2 separate regions of the Canis lupus genome follow, and region 1 is linked to region 2. Evidence: chromatin contacts called from public Hi-C data. All regions are on one chromosome and are shown on one strand. The core of a region is the stretch at or near the end of the contact, and the rest is flanking DNA. Distances in the headings are between cores, read along the strand shown. Region 1 holds the start of LOC119869399 (non-POU domain-containing octamer-binding protein-like). Region 2 overlaps IQCM (IQ domain-containing protein M).

Evidence for each region. A called contact is a pair of places that touch in the nucleus more often than the background predicts.
Region 1: a contact with region 2 is called in a Hi-C map of skin fibroblasts, with 2.9 times the contacts expected there. The contact joins the promoter of LOC119869399 here to the enhancer-like site in region 2. A contact is called at or near these places in 3 of 9 Hi-C or Micro-C datasets (amygdala, liver and skin fibroblasts).

Annotation. Positions count from the first base shown.
Region 1 is chr15:48,300,381-48,303,080 of UU_Cfam_GSD_1.0, reverse strand. It overlaps LOC119869399 (non-POU domain-containing octamer-binding protein-like), which reads right to left and starts at 1,324. Exons shown (of 5, transcript XM_038559176.1): 1 at 1,162-1,324. The coding sequence starts at 1,324.
Region 2 is chr15:47,848,695-47,851,394 of UU_Cfam_GSD_1.0, reverse strand. The region is part of intron 13 of IQCM (IQ domain-containing protein M); the gene reads left to right. Among named protein-coding and RNA genes, the nearest start is that of IQCM, 400 kb to the left of the region's middle. Within about 2 kb of position 1,269, at least 2 of the 20 cell types and tissues checked have an H3K27ac peak or open chromatin away from gene starts, as enhancers often do.

The DNA of each region.
Region 1 (2,700 bases), core at 75-2,574, 450 kb before region 2:
GTTTTTTAGAAGGCTCATGAAAGTAGCAGAGTATTTAAAAAAGTTAAGACTTTATGACAGGTTTCAAAAAGATCTGAAAGTCAGTATATATGTTCAAGCTTAATAGTTCCATATCATAATACCCATAATAGATTTTAAAAACTTTTCTTGGCAATTAAAAAATTAACTAATGCTAAAGAGATATTTAAAAAAAACCCCGTAAAACCAAATGAAATGTGTCAAGATTATTAGGTAGAAGCTGAAAATGAGTATGTGGGTTGGAGAATAAGGGTAGACTTTTTATTTAAAGCTATCTGGAATTTAGACAATGTGAAATTACTAGTCAGTGTAATTCTCTTCTCTGGCAACCAGGGGAAAGAATTCTTCTCCCAGTGGTTAGGAATCTGCATCTTTGTGCTTATGACAATGTGACCTCTAAAACCATGGAAGACAGGGGTAGAACTAAATACAATTTTGGACAGGTAAAATTTATTTTCAGTAACTTTGGGCTTTCCTTTCTGTCCTCTCTCCCAGGGTTCTCAGATTCTTCCTGGCTCCTTACCCTGCCCAAACCTTCTCTCAGATAAGGGTTAGCAAAGGTAATGTCCAGCTTAAACTGAAACGTGCCCATGTTTTACCTCCTCTAAGGTAAGTTATAAGTTTTATTTCTAATTATTGTATGAAGAAAGGCTTTGTGTTCTATCAGATTTTTCAGGCATTGGTCAATTGATGGAAAGGTCTTTGCAGGGGGAAAGGGGCTTCTTGGCATATCGCATAGATGGCAGCTTACCATAACCATCTACTCAAGCCTAGCATGGTTTTAACACATGGGCTGAAAGTGTGAGTGTGTATTTGCCACGTGCATAAGATAATGTGTGTTCATCTAGAGAGAGCTGGATTTGCTACCTCTCTTTGCTTACATCCTGTTTGAGCCTCACAAACAACCCACACTACTCAGCTGCTCTCCCTCCCCACTCCTCTGAAAGGCACTAATGGCTCCTTAGTAATCCAATTCTGTAAACTTTTCCCTCCTGTGCTTTTTCATGTCCCAGCAGCAACGTTTGGTACCAACAACCACTTGTTCCCTCTCTCTGTGGTCTCCATGGCTTCCGTCTCTCCTTAGGAATTTTGTTGACTTGGCTCACCTCTCATACAGCATGGGTCCTTTCTTCTATCATCTACCCGTTAGCTGGGCAAACCCATTCATGTTCATCACTTGAACTGTGCTTTCTGTCTTCATATCCAAATCTCTATCTTTAGCCCAAATCTCTCTCCTGACTTCCAGATCTAACATCTGCACCTGCAAATCCAACATTTTTATCTGCAAATTCCACAAACGCCTCATGTGTCCTAACCTGGAGTCACAAATCTCTTCTTTCTGCCCGGATCTTTCACCTGTTTAAATCAAGATAGAAGCTTTGGCGTTATTCTTGCCTCTTTCTCAAGCTTTATCCTATAAATTACCAAATTCTGTAAGTTTGTGTTCCTAAATAGGTTATTTGAGCAAACCTGCATTTCAATTTATTGTGACTACTGATTTATACTAGGCACTTAACATCTCCAGCATAGGGTTCTTACTCTGCTTCTCTTCTGATCTAGACTTTGTTTTGTGGCTAGAGTGACCTTTGCAAACTTGAAACTAGTATTGGTCTCTTTGTCATAGTTCCTTGTGTATCACCTGTAGAATAAAGCCTGAATTTTGTAGACAGATATGACTGATCTGTTTCCTATCAATCGGCCCAGTTTTTTCTCCTAGCTCTGACTCTCCACTCATAGTTCACCTGTTAGCAATATCAATCTCTTTGAAGCACATCAAGCAGGTATTTTCATGCTTTTGGATTTGACCAGATGCCATTCCATTTGCCTGGAATACTGTTTCATCCTTCCCAGGCTAAGAAAATCTCTTTTCCATTTATTTTTTTCCTTTGTGAATTTTTCTCAGACACCTCCAGGTAGACATTGAGTCCTGTTTCTTTTATGTTCTCTTGTATCTTGTACATACCTCTAATAGTTCTGTTGTCATACTGTATTGTAATTGGTGGTTTACCAGACTGCCTTCCCACTAAAGTATAAGCTCCTTAAGGGTAGGGGCATATTTACATGTGGACCTGTGGTTTCTAGAATAGTGTGTAGCATTTCCAATAGATATTTATTCAATGAATGAATTGTGGATTAATTTGAAATGCATAAAAATGTTTCTCTCTTTTTTTTTCCCTAAAAGTGTTGAGGTCCTTAAAAGAGGCTCAGCTGCTAGGTTCTTTACTCTAATTCCTTTGTAGGCTTCTTATACCTTCTTGAGTAATCATTGTTAGGATGTTTCCAACTTATACTCTTGAATCACTCTAGAGTTCCAGTTATAGAAACTCAGAAAAGATATACAAGCCACAAAAGGGTAGTGATAAGGAAGGAAGGTAAGCTCCAAATATGGTTTTACTTTTTTTTTCTAATGGAAATAACATTTGGGTTTATTTTAAGAGTATAATTTTGATCACAAGGTACTGATTTAAAAATACCAGATAAATATTCTAATTTATTGCCTTACCAGTAGGTTGGCACTAAATATTAGGAAAGTGATATTTCGTTGGAATTTTTAGCCCTAATGTTTAATTCTTAAATAAGGCAATACAACACACTGGTACACTTTTCATGCAGTCACAGGTTTGGGAGCAGCTAAGAGGTGCTGTATAGTGGTCTCTTGATCAACACAGAACACATTACAGA
Region 2 (2,700 bases), core at 20-2,519:
AATCCCATAACTAAATCCAGGTCACACTCAAGGAGGTCTGGGAGGGAAATGAAACATTTCCTCTGGGAAATGGGGATAGCTACATAACTTAGGAAGAATTGTTATGTAATGAAGTTTTTTTCCTCCCCCATCTATATATTCAATCATTTATTTACATATACTCATGATATTTCTTTTATACTTTGAGTTATAATCTAATACTACATTCCTTTGTTTTTGTTGTTCAAGTTGTTCCAGTTTTAGACATTGGGTGCACTTTCAAGTTCATTTCCAGTCCTTTTGAAATACCCCTATCCTTTTGTTATCTGAGCTCTTTCTTACTTTCTGGCATTACAAGATTCTGCAGACTCATCTTGTATTGCCCCTGCCCTGACCTTAGAACTAGACATTTCTCCAAAGACTCGGTTCCTTTATTTTAGGGGAAGAGTGTGGAGAGAGAAGAGTGAGGGGCAGAGGGAGAGGGAAAGAGAAAGTCTTAAGTGGGCTCCATCTCAGGACCCTGAGATCATGACCTGAGCTAAAATCAAGAGTCTGCTGCTTAACTGACCAAGCCACCCAGGCACCCCACCCCTTGGTTCTTTTTATTGAAGAAGAGTCTTTAGAAACCCAAATCTGGGCACTGAATGTGTTCATTGTTGCTAAGGTTTCCAGCCTCCATCAGTAGGCAGATCTAGGAAATATAGATGTGAGTACTAAGCCAAGTTTGTAAACATAATTATTTCTGTATGTATCCATCTGCATCTACCCATTTGCATTTTGTCATTAGCCTCCAGTTCCCAGTCAAAACATTGTTTTCTCAAGTTACTTAGGGCAGCTCCTTTTCCCTCTCCCCCTTCAGTGGGTTGATATCATTTTCTGTGAAACTCCTATTTTCTGATTGCACAGTAAGTAGAGTTTCATACTCAAGTCTTTCACATAAAAAAGATTTTCCTATTAGTAATCAGACTGCTTTCCTTAGTATTCTATGAGCTACGTCTCTAACTTTCATGTTTTTCTGCTGTGCTTATTGCTTCTATTAACCATCAAATTGTGTCCTCGATTCTTATTTACTCTGTGCCAGGCCCCCACTTTAGAGGGCTACTGTCCCATCTTTCACCTTGTGAGAGACCTCCTCTGTGTGATCTCTGCTCTTTGCTGGCCTCCTTAGGTCTAACTCTTGCCTGTTGGACCTTGGGAATCATTCATTGGCATCTGGCCTTAGTCTCTGCCATAGAAGTGCATATGCTTGGTCACTTCCCTGTCCTGACCTTGCCTCCTTTGGCCAGCCAGTCTTCTCCGAAGTCCCCTGCCCACGTGGGAACCTCAGCAATCTCAGTAGCCCTCCTACACCATGGTGGGCTGCTATTTGTTCTGTAAGGCTGTCCAACCAACACCCAGACCCTCCCCACAGCCACTGTTGCACCACCATATTGGCCACTTGGTTTCTTCAAAAGGATAGCAGCCCCTTCAACAAAACTCCTTTACTCCTAAATCTTTCCACAAACTATGTGCTTTGTGTCATTGAGATTTCCCTTTTTCCATTTCCTCAGGGCAAGGTACAAGGGGATAGGGTGCCTGGCTCTTTTTCAGAAAAGCATCAGTAGCTTCTCTTTTGTTTCCACCAGTTTGCTAGTCCAATTCCTATTCTCTGGACATTGGAAAAGATTCCATGTGCTAATATCTTCAGATTCTGGTGTCGTGGATATCCCAAATGCTGTACATTTTGAGCAAAGTTGTATTCTTCCAAGTAGAAGCCTTTATTTTGAAAGTACTGTTTTTACTCTGTGTTTTAAAACCTCCTCCTTGATGGGGCACCTGAGTGGCTCACTGGTTGAGCTTCTGCCTTTGGCTCAGGTCATGATTCCAGGGTCCTGGGATCTAGTCCCGCATCGGGCTCCCTCTAGGGACCCTGCTTCTCCTTCTGCCTATGTCTCTGCCTCTCTGTGTCTCGTGAATAAATTTTAAAAACCCTTTAAAAATAAAAAATAAAAATAAAAATAAAAACTCCTCCTTGAAATGTCACTGTCCTTTTGGTTCTAGGATTATTCTGCTGTTGGGCAGTGCATATGTGGAGAGTTGCAAAGTTCCTCACTTCATTTGAAATAGATGTTTGGTAAATAGCTATACGTTTTCCACCTATAGATTACAAAGAGGGACTTGACTGTTCAAATATTTAAGAATGCAATATTTATTAGCTATTTACAACTGTTTCCTTGTTTCAGAATAGGTAAGTATCAGAAACAATAAGTGTCAGTAAACGTGATTTACTTTCAGTCACCCTCCAGGAAGCCATTACTGTTGCCTGAATGGCAGAGGCGGGAGCTAGGAGCAGTGAATAGTGGGAAGCAAACCTTTGATATTTCAAAATCATATCCAACTACGTGCATGCACACATATGTATATGTGGTTACTATATGTGAAGTAACATGTACAAATGTATTCACACACAGAATTTTCTATCTGCTTTTATGCAACCTTTAGGTTCTTTGAAGGCAGTCCACCTACTGTGGTTATTTCTGGGACATCTCACGTGTGCTCATACACATGCCACCATAGGCGGCAACAGCATTCCCCATCCTGCCATCACTCTGAAGTGCAGGAAGCCTGGTGAAGGTGTCTACCTGCTGTCCTTCCATCAGCACCTGTTCAGGCCCTGCTGTACTGGTTCTAACCTGCTGAAGGAGAAAGTTTCTCTCCTGGACTGGGTACCACTGTCCCCTC